Linked DNA regions of Mus musculus: all the other regions are linked to region 1. A link is a contact called in public Hi-C data. All regions are on one chromosome and are shown on one strand. Each heading gives the region's core, a stretch centred on a gene start, on an enhancer-like site or on the middle of the called end of the contact. The rest is flanking DNA. Distances are from core to core; before and after follow the strand shown. Region 1 holds the start of Pcp4 (Purkinje cell protein 4). Region 2 overlaps Dscam (DS cell adhesion molecule). Region 3 overlaps Dscam (DS cell adhesion molecule).

Evidence for each region. A called contact is a pair of places that touch in the nucleus more often than the background predicts.
Region 2: a Hi-C map of cerebral cortex shows a contact between it and region 1, with 3 times the contacts expected there. The contact joins the enhancer-like site here to the promoter of Pcp4 in region 1. A contact is called at or near these places in 9 of 39 promoter capture datasets (the C10 cell line, the HPC-7 cell line, cranial neural crest and 4 more), 8 of 484 Hi-C or Micro-C datasets (the N1E-115 cell line, centrocytes, cerebellar granule neurons and 5 more), 3 of 115 datasets of contacts at active chromatin or transcription factors (the 230-238 cell line, large pre-B cells and oligodendrocyte precursor cells) and 5 of 9 other capture datasets (adipose tissue, embryonic stem cells, liver and 2 more).
Region 3: a Hi-C map of Sertoli cells shows a contact between it and region 1, with 2.7 times the contacts expected there. The contact joins the enhancer-like site here to the promoter of Pcp4 in region 1. A contact is called at or near these places in 15 of 39 promoter capture datasets (the 3T3-L1 cell line, the C10 cell line, the HPC-7 cell line and 10 more), 45 of 484 Hi-C or Micro-C datasets (the 63-12 cell line, the AML12 cell line, the AtT-20 cell line and 32 more), 9 of 115 datasets of contacts at active chromatin or transcription factors (the 230-238 cell line, VIP interneurons, bone marrow-derived dendritic cells and 5 more) and 4 of 9 other capture datasets (adipose tissue, liver, macrophages and 1 more).

What each region holds. Positions count from the first base shown.
Region 1 is chr16:96,465,446-96,470,054 of GRCm38.p6, forward strand. Pcp4 (Purkinje cell protein 4) reads left to right here and starts at 2,161. Exons shown (of 3, transcript NM_008791.3): 1 at 2,161-2,345. The coding sequence starts at 2,337. It also overlaps a transcript of Igsf5 not described here.
Region 2 is chr16:96,632,256-96,636,864 of GRCm38.p6, forward strand. The region is part of intron 27 of Dscam (DS cell adhesion molecule); the gene reads right to left. Among named protein-coding and RNA genes, the nearest start is that of Gm32509, 84 kb to the right of the region's middle. Within about 2 kb of position 2,021, at least 12 of the 459 cell types and tissues checked have an H3K27ac peak or open chromatin away from gene starts, as enhancers often do. A contact at or near this core is called in cerebral cortex, hippocampal neurons and pancreatic islet, where this site is marked.
Region 3 is chr16:96,597,439-96,602,047 of GRCm38.p6, forward strand. The region is part of intron 32 of Dscam (DS cell adhesion molecule); the gene reads right to left. Among named protein-coding and RNA genes, the nearest start is that of Gm32509, 120 kb to the right of the region's middle. Within about 2 kb of position 1,988, at least 6 of the 459 cell types and tissues checked have an H3K27ac peak or open chromatin away from gene starts, as enhancers often do. A contact at or near this core is called in Sertoli cells, where this site is marked.

The sequences.
Region 1 (4,609 bases), core at 911-3,410:
CTTTTGTGTGTTACTAGGAAAATTCAGGCCTGCTGCAGCATTTGGTGAACTGGTAAAGGCTGGCTCTTGGTGACATCTCTGCTTATCTTCTCTGCAGGAGACCAGGCTGTAAAAACCCAGATGGAACTTTGTCAAGTTTGCCACCGAGGGGCTGTGTCCTCCGACATATGGTGCCTGGGGCTCAGATTCCCAAGTCTGACATCTCTTGGGAGGAGGGAGTGGTAGCATCCTCAGAAGCTACATCGTTCTCCTCTGACGATGAGTGAGCTTCCGTTTATCTGAGGTGTTTGCAGAGCACATAGCACTAAGGTCCTGTGTCTATTTCCAGGACTCGGGGATACCTAAGGATATCATGATATTGAGCCTTCATAAGGGCGAGTTGGGAGCACAGAAGGGATGAGGAAGGAGAGGATGAAGAAGATGTTGTCTTTATTTACATAGTTGGGACATGCCACTAACTTGTATGTGGTATACGACATGTACATGTAATACATACATATAGGGGCATACATGTATGCACATATTGTATACCATACTGTCCATATATTTCCCTCTGTGAAATTTGCACCCTGGTGAACATCCAGTGCTTCCACTTGGAAGACATGATGTCCATGACAGTGGTTCTGGCTTAGGTTAGGGACCCATAGGAGCTGTGGGTGAAGCTCTTGTCTTCCTCTCCCTGTTCTCTCACACCCCGACATGTGCACACCCCTACATGTGTGTACTACAGTTTCTGGCCATGCCCTTTCCATTTGGAGACACACAGAGGATGCCATGATGTTAGAACTTGGAACAGAAAGCTGGCAACTCGGGAAGGAGAATGCAGCTGAGCCGAGAAGAGGGAATCAGTAGACGGGGGTGTCGTGCAGGTCTTTCTGGGTACAGGAGGCACTGGGACAGGTATTGGGGGCACCAAGGAAGGTTTGGGGGGCCCTCAACATGGTCTTGCTAGTCATGTTGATATTCACCATGATCAGCTGGGGCATACACTCTAATGCTGCTTATCTGGCAGACACCACACTTCCAGGCTCACAAGGTCTGGACTGAGAGGTATAAAAAGGAGCTGCTTTCCCCAATGGCTCATCAGGGCCAAAGTGAGGAGACCTTTTATGGGGTCCTGTCCCTAGGTGGGGCTGTCACAACCCTAAGTGAAAACAGATGTTTTCTCTCATGTCACTGCCAAGTGGGATTCAAGACTGCTGGACTCCAAAGGTCACTACAGACATGTCCTTCCACTCTAGGGTCCAAGCAGACAGACAGATTGGGGGGGGGACTCTAAACAGAGGGTGGTCAACTCTAAAGTCTGAAGCTGGTGCCCCCAAAGGGGGCCGGGAACAGCTGGGAGCCCAGAGGGATAAGAACCACTCCATACAAAGTTTCCCATTGCTCTTCAATGAGAAACAGAGTCTGTCAATTATAGACATGTAAGATACAGTCCCAGAGGGTGTGAGTCCTGCACCTCCCAGTCCATCGGCAGGGGCAGTCCTGTGACCATCAGTGTGCCTGTGACTGTTATGTTTCTCTCTCCTTTAAATTAAAAAAATAAAAATAAATAAAACCTTCCAAAGCAACAGGTTTCCTTGTGGCATTTCAAACGTCTTGAGTTTCAGTTGGCTGTCCCCACCCCTTCTTCTCCACCATTTCTTGCCCCTCCTCCCCATTTATTTCTTTCTATCCCCAGTATTCCCTGTTCAATCTCATATCACAAGTCGTAGTTTACCCTCCCCACCCCCACCCCTTGAACCCACCCTCATTCAAATAAACACATCAGTAAAAAGTTGAAGTCAGGATCTCCATATGAGCAGGGAAATTTGTCCTTCTGAGTCTGGCGTACCTCACTTGCTGTAATATTTCCCATTTTCTTCCATCTTGCTGCAAATGTCATGATTTCCCCCCTTCCCCCGTTTTTTAATGGCTTAAAATCTTCTATACTGCAGCTTGATTATCCTTTTGACTGCTGATGGGCATCTAGAACGAGTCTCTTTCCTTGCTATTGTGACCTGATCAGCCATGATCATGGATGACCAAGTATCTCTGCAGCAGGGTATAGAATCCTTTTAGGGTGGATGCTTTGGTGTGCAGCAAATTCCTTGGTTCCTGGATGGAAACGGAGCAGAGACCTGCCACGCAGTTCCACTGTGCTCCACTAGGTGGCTCTTTGCGCTCTCGGATGTCTGCAGGCGTTCAGACAGGTGAATGCCTCTCATTGGTTGGCGGGAGGCATGATGCCACCCAGCAGCTCTTTTTAAGAGAAAAGCCAGGACCAGGGAAGCAGCCACCCCTGAGCATTGCCTTCTGAGCTGTTCTGTGGGACCTAGCTGCGGAGTCAGGCCAACATGAGTGAGGTGAGCAATCCTTCCACTCTCACAGGGAAACCGCAGAGTGAGAAGGCTCTGCCCCTGTGGGATTCTCAGAAACCCAAAAGGTGCCCAGTGGGGCTGAGGGGTAGATGGATCCTGTTATTATTTGCTTTGAGCATAGGCTGTCTTGATAGCTTTGTTTGAATGCAGTGTAGAAATTTGCTAAGTTTGCAACTTTTGAAATTAGCCTTAGAAAGAGAAAGGGATGTAGGTATATTGTTTCTGATCTATGACTTAGGATTTTGTACCTCTGAAGAGAAAGCCAGTTATTTGATTCTTTCATGAATATTTGTGCTTTCTCCAGGGAGTGCGTCCTCACGTGTTTCCTTGGGATACAATCTGAATGTTAGCAGACAGTGCTAGCCACCTGGGAAATCCGGTCTCAGAAAAGAGGTGGGGAAGGGGGTTAGGATTTGTGCCTAAGTGCAGCTCTTGCAGAATCATTGTCTGTGACAGGGCTTGCAGTTAATCAGTTAATCAGAGCCCTGGAAAACATTCGGAGTCCAAGCTTGAGTGTGTGTGTGTGTGTGTGTGTGTGTGTGTGTGAGAGAGAGAGAGAGAGAGAGAGAGAGAGAGAGAGAGAGAGAGAAACTGCTACCTCTGAGGCATCAGGGAGTGTTGGCAAAAGAGCTCATTTTAAACCCAAGACCCTTTTCTGATTAAATGTATATAGAATATACAAGCTGGTGGCTTGCATATTTTTCTTTTAAAAAGCAACTGTAATCTCTCCCACAAGATTTGGGGTTACACAGTGCTATCCTCTTCAACTAGATGCCCAGCCAAGTCTGTTTTCATTTCCTCTCACTTGATACTTAATTACTGTGAAAGATCTGTTATCTTCTTTGTATTTTATTTAAAAAAAATGTTTGACAGATGGGTGATCTTTTTTTGGAAGTCTAGAGTAGAATTAACAACTTCAGAAATCAAATGTCTCCTCGCAGCTCCTCTCTCCTCTATGGACAGCTTTGGATCCAAACAACAGGCAGAAGGGCAAGGTGGTGCAGCACCCAGGCACAGGACTTGGGAGAGAGCCAAGAGCTTGGGGGAGGAGGAGGGTGGATCTGGGCTGGGAGATGGGAGTCTCCTGGCAACCCTGGGAACAGAAGCCACAGTGACAGCCATTGGTTGCCTCATGGTGTAAATGCTGAGAGCAGTGCCAAGCACTCCCACATGTGTCCCCTTCTGTGAGCCTCTCCATATCCTGGGCAGTCGGTGACAGAGGAGGAAACTGAGGCACAGGGAAGTGGACCAACCGATTCAAGACCGCCAGCTAGATCTGGGGCTAGCCTTGTCACACTGAAGTAGTTGGTACCTGGTGCCTGGCTCTGTCCAAATAAATGAGTGTGGGGCTCTGGAACAGCTGGAAAGGGTGGGGCAGAAGGAGGTAGAGAATCCAGGGAAAGCAAGCAGGGCTCTGAAGACCAAGGGCATTGAGGACAAGGTCTCTTTTCCTTTACATGTTGGGGGAGGGGCTTCCCTCTGGGTTCGTTAATCTTTCAGAAGCGCAAGGTTTATGGACACCTCACCTTGCTTGCAGGAAGAAGGGATGGCTGTGTGGACAGCTTTTCCCATTCAGAACTCAACAGATTCTCATCAAGAAGGAGCCTAGAAACGGCAGGCTCTGCAGACTGACCTCACAACAGGGACCCTCTCCTGTGTCCAGTCAGCGACATGCGACAGTGCCCTATCCCTCATTCTATGCTGAGGCTCATGTATAGAGAAGTCCTCCAGTGCCTCCTTGGTCACCCAGCTGAGCAGATGACTGTGTGGGTCTCCAGGGAAGAGCCTTGTCCCAGAGTTCAACCCACAGTTAGGGTCACAACCTCCTTTCTGTTGACCCTGTAACTAGGGCAGCCTCAAACTCCCTACAATGTTCCAGCTGTCCATGACTTAGTATCACAATCAGAGTGTGAATTCCTTAAATCCTGTGGGTAAAAGTCCTTAAGGCGCAGACCCTGGGTCTGTGTCCGCAGTCCTACACCCCAACTTCCCCTTGCACCAGGTTTGTCTTTTTCATTCCCACCGCTGCCCCTGAGCTCCCCCTGCTGGCTCATTTCCAAGTCCCTAGACCGCTGGTATTCTTTGGAGAAAAGAAATTTCTCCTTTGATTAAAACTTAAATCTGCTTTCAACATTTAATAAGAGGGACAAACAGCCAAGGAGCTGGGGAGGGCACCAAGTCCTGAAGTGTTTCTTTAGTTGAATGAACTACAAATGGCTTCCAGTGTTAATAACTCCCAGGCAGGATTG
Region 2 (4,609 bases), core at 771-3,270, 170 kb after region 1:
ATGGTGACGGAGGCTTTCAAATTAGCTTCCTTAATGAAATTTAGGATCCTTTCCCTCGGGCCTCAGGCAGCTATCGCAATATGTGCTACCTTTAGCGGGTCCAGAGCTGGGGTTGCGGGCCACCACAGTGGCTGTCCGCTGCCGTCTTACACCAAATGCCCCTTAAGTTCTAGGACACCCAGGGTGAGTTGTTCTCCCCCTGCAACACATATTCTCATAGAGCTTTATGTTGTTGGTTTTTTCTAGCTCAGACACCAACACTAGGTGATTCCTGCTCCAAGCTGGGCTTTCCATTCCCTAAAGAAGCAGCACCGAGAAGGACACTTGACTTGCCCTGTGCTTCCCTGGGCCACCCTTGCGATGGATGCTCTCAAAGGGACTCCTGCCGAGGAGCTCTTCAGCACAGTGTTGCTCAATGGGAGCTTCCATGGTGACTCCAACACATTTTCCATTCTACACTGCCCCACCCCCAAACCCCGAACTTGCAACTTCTCCAAGTTCCTCCTGTTCCGCAGCTATGGGTTCTCTCTGCTCCCTCCTGGATCCAGCAGCAATTGACACCAGAGCTCTTCTAGTTGCCTACAGCTGAATCTTCCCACGTGCCCACCCATTTAAATGCCTATATTCTTTTTCTTCTTCTTCCTCTTTATCTCTTGAGTACAGCCCAGTCCGTAAGTAGGGAAGTGGCCCAGAGACTTTTTCAGGGCACTCTTTTGTTGCTGTTTTGAGATAGGGTCTTGCTATATGGCCCAGGCTTGGTTCAGACTCCTGATCTTGCCTTGGGCCTTTCCAGTGCTGGGATCCCAGGTGGGTACCCTCTCACCTGGCTTTCTGAACCTACAGCTTTCCCCTCTGGTACTACAATTCTTGATGCACTTTCTACCTATCCATAGTGATGGGACCATCAGGATCCATCATCCACAAGCCACTCAGATGGTATCACCACTCCCGTGTCTGGGTTGAGTGTTCCCTTCTTGAGTTTAAATGCTCTAAAATTCTCAAGTACTTCTCAGAGGGCCTGATTTCTACTTAATTTCCTACTTAGGACTCTCTTTTATGAAAAGCTTGGGGTTTCATAGTGTCCTTTATTCAACCAGCCTGAGTACAGACACTGGCAGGATTTTTAATTTTTTTTTTATTCTCTTCCTACACACTTATGAGAGTACCATATCCATTACTGAAGTTGAAAATGAATTTTTACAACTTCTATAGAAGACTTTACATTTCTACTGGTTGAATTTTATCTTCTTGGCTGCAGCCTTTCAAAGTCTCATGATCTCTGGATTCTTCTTTCTGATTCCTGCCTTCATTCCCACCTGTGTGAACCTCGTACCACAGTTTGCTTAGCCTTTCACAGGGCTCATCACAACTTGCTTATCAATCAGCCCTGTCAAAACAGAGTGGGTCTGCCCAGACTTCTGCTGGCTCCTTTCTTAAGCTTATATTAACTTACTTCAAACTAGAAGGCTCTGAATTAATTAATTTTTGAATGGGTGGATATTGCCTATCACCTAGCATCTCTCATTGGCCTTTGATTAGTCTAAGGTTATCCACAAAAATTTGGGGATTATGTATGGGAAGGTCTTTGCTTTGAAACTTCAAATGGTCTCAGAACTGGAAGCCTGTGGTGACCCTATTCCCGATCTTTTCAGTGGCAGGAGTGGGGAGTCTTCAGTGAAATATCATAGATTAATTGATATCTATATTTTGCTCATTGTCTTTTGGGACATGTTTTATGTCAACTCTAGAAAACCAACTCCCTCCCCACAACCTTGCCTACTGCAAAGGTTTGGGGAAAAATAGCAAGCTAATCAGGGCTCCGGTAATTGTTAAACATTTTGAGCTTTCCCTGTCTCTGTCTCATCTCATTTGATTTCCTTCTTTCCTTTCCTTTTAATTCCCTTCCCTCCCTCCATTTCCTCCTTTTTATAATCCCTGGTCCTGCTGTTCTGGTTCAAATAGCTCTCCTCCTGCCGCACACCAGAGCAGAGCAGATGTTGAGTGGCTTTCCTTCCACCTGCCATCTGTTCTGTGAGAACATCACCCAGAGCTCAGCTCTTCCTGCTCAAACACAGCCAAGCAGGCCTGGGCATAGTTTTCTACATTTTCACATATTTCAGACATAGACATAGACTGGGTGACATATCTCCTGAAGTCCGTGGCCACTTCTGCACACTCCTCTTGTCTCCTCTCATATTCTGTTGGGTAAGTAGTGATAGAGAAAGTCCACCAGGCTGGTCTGGCAACAGAGTATTTTCCAGCTCCCAAATGATACAGGGAAGACTAGAAGACAATGACAGAGATCACGGTGACCAGGTGTCACGGGTCATCTGCTTGTGGGGAACAGTTTCATGTGTGTGGTGTGGTGGAGAACTATGAGGGTCTGGCAGTAGGCAGGGAGCCATGTGGCTGAGTATATGATACTGGCTGGCTTCCAAGTAGTCAATGGCAAAAGTACTCTGGGAGAGGTATGGTAGATATTCAAGTCACAAATTATATATCAATGTGTCAATAAAATTAGGGATCATATGACAAAGAGTGATGAGGTAAAAAATGAATTAACCCAGGGTTTTTGAAGATGGGAATGACATTTATTATATGCCTTTGATAGCATGCTCACTTCTTCTGACTCCATGAGTCATTGCTAGTCATTAAAACCTTACTTGTGCTTACCCTGACAGCCTGTCTCTTATTTGCATATATTTGCATATGCCAAGTTTCTTGGGAGGATGGGGGTTGGAACAGTGACCTGGGCTCTCTTCTTCCCTTTTCTCAATGTTACTTTGGAAACATTTATCTTTCCAGCCTTTAGTTTTCAAGTCTACAATATGGACAATGCAAAGCTCACACCCTATCAGGACCCCTGGTGCTGAGAGACTAAAACAGGACTATGGGAGCTCGTTCTAGAGGTATGCAGTTCTGACAGTCTAGGAGAGCTATACCAGGTGCTTCAGGAACATCACAGCTTGGTCTTGTTCAGTATTTACATATTAAATACTGAAGACCATTGCTCTCCTCCTGGTTCTGCGAATATGTGAAAGAGTATACCAGTGGGTGTGTATGGTGTCATGGAGTGCTCCATCCAGGCTCTTGCCTGCAACCTAGCAAGGCTTTCTTACAAGGCTAAGCAGCTTTAAAAACATATAAATGGTTCAGAGAAAGAGAGAGAGAGAGAGAGAGAGAGAGAGAGAGAGAGACAGACAGACAGACAGACAGACAGACACAGACAGGTACACACACACACACACAGACAGAGAGAGACATACAGATACACACAGACACACACAGACAGGTACACACAGACACACACAGACAGAGAGAGACATACAGATACACACACACACATACACACACACACACACACACACACACACACACACACACACACACACACAGAGTGCTGGCATTCATAGTCTCTGGTCTATGTTTGCTCGTCTAAAGCTCTTGAGGAAAATGGCATGTGCTTAGACTAACCTCTGCTGTGAAGTCACCTGTACCCCCCAAGAGCAAAAAAGGAAACCATCTATGGACAACAGATCCCACTTTGCTGCTCCCCTCACCAAAAGCTTCTATCTGAAGGCTCCCCACTGTCAGCCCTACTTCTCTCTGAGACAGGAAAGGATATTATAAAGCAGCTATTTTTTGCAATGGCTGTAAACCTGCATTTAGGTTTTTTTTTTTACAAGATTCCAGCCAGAACTTCCAATCACCTCATGCTTGCATGGAAGAAGATTTTAAAGCTAAGGAGAAATAAATGTCCTCAGAGACAGACATCCATGCTCGTGACCCAAGAAAATTGGAAGAGCAAACAAGGGCAGGGCAGAGCATCCTGGCAAGCCAGGCAAAGCTCCAGAGACAGCCGGGCATTCATAGTGCCTGTCCTGGACTGCCCATTCTTGTGTTCAGCTCACCAGCTGCCCTTGCTCCACCTCCATCTCATCCCACTGCTTACTTGTTCTGCACAACCTCACACAGAAACTCAGCTCTACCCATTTCTGCTCTGACAACTGTAGGGAAGAGGAGAGAAAGAAAGGGAAAGGATAGGAGGCAGGGGGTGGAGTGAAGGAAGAGAGGCTGAAAGAAGAGAGAGAAGGAAGGACTGGAGGAAGACAGAAGATAAAACAAGTTTTCATAGTAAAGGATACTGATTGTGTGTGTGTGTGTGTGTGTGTGTGTGCATGCACACACACACATGAAAGTGTGCCCTGAGTGCTAGCTCTAAGGTACAAGTACATGCATGTGTGTGCACGTGTGTGCACATGTGTGCATGTGTGTACATGTATTATGAAGCTTGAAGAAGCTCTTAGGGTTTGCTTCTCAGTCACTATTCATCTGTCCATCATTTTCTCTTGAGGTCTGGTTTTTCACGGGCTGGAGCTTGACCAGAAGGGTGGCTGTTCACTGAGTCCCAGGAATCTGCCTGTTCCCACCTCCGCAGTGCCAGGATTATTGTCATTTTTTAAAAAAATGTAGCATCTGGGGATCCAACTGAGGTCCCCATGCTTCTGAAGTGGGTACTGAACTGAACATCCCTCAGTCCTGATGCTGTATTTTTCAACCACTGTTTATTGGCTTGGCATTGAGCCTCCCGAGGCTAACCACCTCTGTG
Region 3 (4,609 bases), core at 738-3,237, 130 kb after region 1:
GCAAGTTTCATCACAGGAGTTTAGAGGTGGAGGTCTATCAGAAGTACGATAGAGCCAATTAGTGGTCCCTGTGGACACAAGTCCAGGACTCTGAATGTGGCTTCATCCAGAGAAGTGGCCTTTGCAGATGGGATGAAGTTAAGTGACCGGAGAAATGATCATTTGGATTTAATATGGGCTTTAAATCCGATGACGTGTGTCTCTATATAAGAGCCAGGCAGAGGAACGTGGGTGGTGCAGAGACACAGCGGGGAGAGCCATGAGGGGATGGAAGCCGAGCCAGAGTGGTGTGGCCATAAGCCCAGGGGTAGCCTGGAGTCAGCAGAGCTGGGGTTGGCCATGAATGTGCTCTTACCTAGAGCCCTCAGAGGAACATGTGTCAGCTGGTGTCTTGACTTTGAACTTCTGGTCTCTAGAACTGCGAGAGAATAAATCTGTTTTAAGCTCCCAAGTTTGTGGTGACTTGTCACAGCAAGCCTGGGAAACTGATACCTTTTCTTTATTGTCTGTGATGGGCTTAGGGTCTCCCCATCAGCAGACACGATCCCTCCTTTCCCATTACTCATATCTGCCTCCTCCAGCCTAGGGAAGAGAAAAGGTTGAAGAAGCTATAGAAAGTTCTTGATAATACTGGGAGCCCAGAGAAGCTCAGCTGGAGCTGGTGCTGGTGCCATCTGCCATCCTTCCTTCCTCCTCTGTCAAACCCAAGCCATGGCCCCTTGCCTGCTCTCCTACCCTGCAGAAGCAGACCCTGTCGATCTGGCTCCAAAAACAACCCAGAGCTTAGCAGTGAGGACTCAGTGGATCTGACTTCCTGCAGCTCCTCTAACTCCACCACTGGAGGAAATACATCCCATGCTGGTCAGCCAGGATCCTCTGAGTTGCCCCTACTTGAAAGCACCAGCAGCCAGCAAAGCAAGAGCCCTTTTGCTCTGAACTCCATATACGTACCATGGATTATATACCAGGGTGCCACCTCTGGCAGGTACATACACCCTGGACATCCTGTGTGTGGAATCTGTTGCTGAACAAACCTCAGAGTCAAAGCGCAGTCCTCACACTGTCTGTAGAGAGCCAGGCTGCAGTCTGCACCGTGGCTTTGGGGTAAGTGGTGTTAGTCATTTAGAGAGAGATCAGGAAAGCAGAAAAACACCCATTCTAAGTGAAGAGGAACATCTGGCCTGCATTCTATTCCCTACCCTCCATCTCCTTTGTCTCTGCTCACCCCACTGCCTACATTGTTTCTAGCTTCCCCCCAAGTTTCTTCAACCAAGTGAATGCCTCATTCCCAAGCCAAGCAGGAACCCAGGCTTGATGGAAGAGACTTATTGGAGTCCCAGCTGGGCCTCTGAAACACAATCCATGATTGAATCGGGCAACTTTGAAGCACACACCTGCACACTCATCAAGACCCTTTGCCCTCTGCTCTTGGAGTCCACACCTCTGTGTCGGCAAAGCAATGGGACAGTAGGAAGCTGAGGCAGAGGTGAAGATGCTGAGCATATGGTAGTGTGTGAGGCTGGGCTGGGTGGGATAGGGTGTGGTGACAGCCAGGGACTGGATGAGAGGCAGTCAAAGGAGAGAAGGGACAGTAGAGGACAGAGATGACAGAGATGGATACATGCAGGAAGATGGAAGCAGAAGGCAAGTAGAGGAAACACAGCCATAGAGAGATGAGAATTAAAGGTGGGGGTAGAGGAAAGCCATGGAGAAGACAAGCCTCTTGTGACTCATGGGACACCGGGGAGGTGAGTGTGATAGACCTGTGCACTACACTCGTGGAATACCCCCCTCTTAACTTCAAAGATATTGCAAGACCACCTGAATGACACACACTTGTTCTAGGCACTCCTTCTTACATTCCCCCCACCCCGTCTTGTTACAGATGATAAATGGCACCCACCACTGCCCTTCTGGGAGGAGCCCAGGCCTTGGATTTGACTCACATTTCAAGGGAGGAGGGCAATTTAGCTATTAACTCAATGCTGTGTGTTATTTTCTGATACAATGTTTCATTTTTCATCCCCTGCTGCAGACCTCTGGGGACCTTCGGTGACAGTAATGTTTCTGAAAGTCCAGATTAAGTAAGCTGGCATCGATTTCTCCCCTTCTCCTAACTAGTCAGCATACAGATGTAATTACTGCCTCCCTGATCCCTCCTAGACATGAATCCTGCTACTACAGCCTCTCATCCATCAGCACCTAAGGCTCAGAGCCTGTCATCCTCCACCAAGGAAGGGGGCAGTCAGGCCCTGTCTGTCCTGATGGTGTGCAAGCTGCTCTATGCAAATGTTGCCTCCTTTTAGCTAAAAACTTCTTGAGCTTTCCCAATCTATTCAGGGTCATACACAAAGCCTGGTGTGTCATATCTGGAAAGGGGAGGGCAAAAATCCATCAGAATGCTTACAGAAGTCCTGGAGTGTGAGTCAGTCTTTCCACCTTGTCCCTGTCCCCTGACCCCACGACCAGTTGTCATACACCATACAATCAGAAGTATCTGGTTTTGGCCAGTCACTGAGGTTGACCTCACCCCTGGGGATATGTGACATTATTATTATGGGGGAGGGGCCAGGGAGGAAAGCTACTAGCATCTATGGGCCAAAGAGTGGCAGGTTATCAGGACCCGCAGCACCACAGATAGCCACCCTGCCTCAAGTATTGATGTCACTGCTGTTAGGAGCTATCAGTGTAAATGGTGAAAGTTCACAAAATTGTAAGCAGGCCCTTCTTACCTTCTGGTTCTACATGGAACATACTGAACTCAACCTGTGTAGGATGCTACTGTTTACAGTGTACCAGCCCATGGGAACTTGACCTTCCTGGAAGACCATGGGAAGATGGGTGAGTCATACAGTGGTCAGAGCCAAAACCCAGGTGTTTTTGTCCCAGTGACTCTGGTGAGGTGGTTGCTGAGTGAACTGGAAGGGTCAGCGTTTGCAAGTTCACACTCATCTCTCCTCTGCTTCCAAACAGCTCTGGGACTCCCCCCCCCCCCACCCCATACAGGGGCATTTACCCTGCTGGAGCACCATAGTCCAGGGCAGGGGCAATGAAATGTCTTCAGGCTTTCAGCCTGACAGAGTCATATGTACTAAGCTGTCTCACCTATAACATGGGTAAAGTATATCTGCTCTGGAAATTGTAGGGCTAGCGTGTCTTGTGGAAGAAATAAATTCATGCACTTTCAGGACTGGGCATCACGGACATACTGTACTCTGAAGCTGACTTTCCTTTTTCTTCTTCAATACCTTGTTATCCAGGATCCAGGAAGCTACATAAACACTGTCCCAAATTCGTGGAAAAGCTAAGTGTACCACAGTTCTCAGGGACACAAATTGCCTCCTGGGAGTCATAAAAGGCACCTTTCATCAATTTCTAACAAGGTTTTGATGTCTGTGCTTGGAGGCAGTTGGATATTGATGCAGAACTAAGCAGCAGAGGGCATGTAGACCTAACAGTTTCAGTGATGATCATGGAGATGAGCCTTGTAACATTATAGCTAAGGAGCTTGTGATGGAAGGCCACTGTGGACTCTGCCCTCAGCTCGGGCAGACGGGATCTAACACGTTCTTAGTTTAATATTAATGCCACACCACGGTAATAAAAACCCTTGTAAACCGATCTCTCTGTAAACGAGTCTTCGCTCCCAAACAGCGATGAGGAAAAACACTAAATAAATAATGTGACATTAATATCAGAGGGCCCAGCGTTTGGGCTCGGTTACTGTTCTTGGCTTGCGGTTTGGAGTCTTCATGCATTTTTAAGAGTACATTGATATTGTGATCTTCCTATGTGCTGATGGATTTTACAAACTACACTGAGGTGTGGGGTAGGACTTTGACTTGGTCACAGTTCGATAGTCTTCAGTAGTAAAGTAGTTTATATCATATTGGGATCAGAAACTCTTATTTGGATGAGGGTACTGGATTTCTTACTGGGAACACTGGGAAGGGATGTGAGATTTTAAGACAGACCTACCTCTCCCAAGAGGCCCTCTCAGGAAGCACACACTGGTAGCCTGGGCTAGGGGCTTGTACTTGCTCAGTGTTACAAAGCAGGTTAACAGTCTCAGCTCCCAACCACAGCAAACAAAATGACAGACTTAGGTCCACCCCACAGCAGGAGCTGAGTTAAGGCAGAACTAACCCAGGGTATCAGGGGCCAAGAGTTGGAGAATGGAAAGCAGAGGTGAAGCTGGTGGGGAAGATGAGGGGTTGATTCTTCAGTGTCTTGCCCACTTCTATCTCTAGAGAGGTAGAGAGCCATAGAAAGTATTAGCTGTTACATTTCTTGAAATTATGTCTTGTTTTTTTTTTTTTCCCTGTTGGGGATCTGGGATGCATTAGAATATGAAATTGGTAGAAGCCACATGGAACCATGTTAAAAGACAGTATTCTCCATTCTTGTCTCTACAGAATATTCTGTAGACTTTCATGATGCTGAGTGTGTGTGTGTGTGTGTATGTGCACAGGCATGCCTGTCTTCACAGTTGGGTTTTGTCCAATTTCTTAGATATTTTTAAAAGATTTATCTGTAGTATTTTCAGGACCCCTTCTCTGCAGCCTCTATTATGACATATTATTCAGATAAACCAATGGGATTGTGGGAG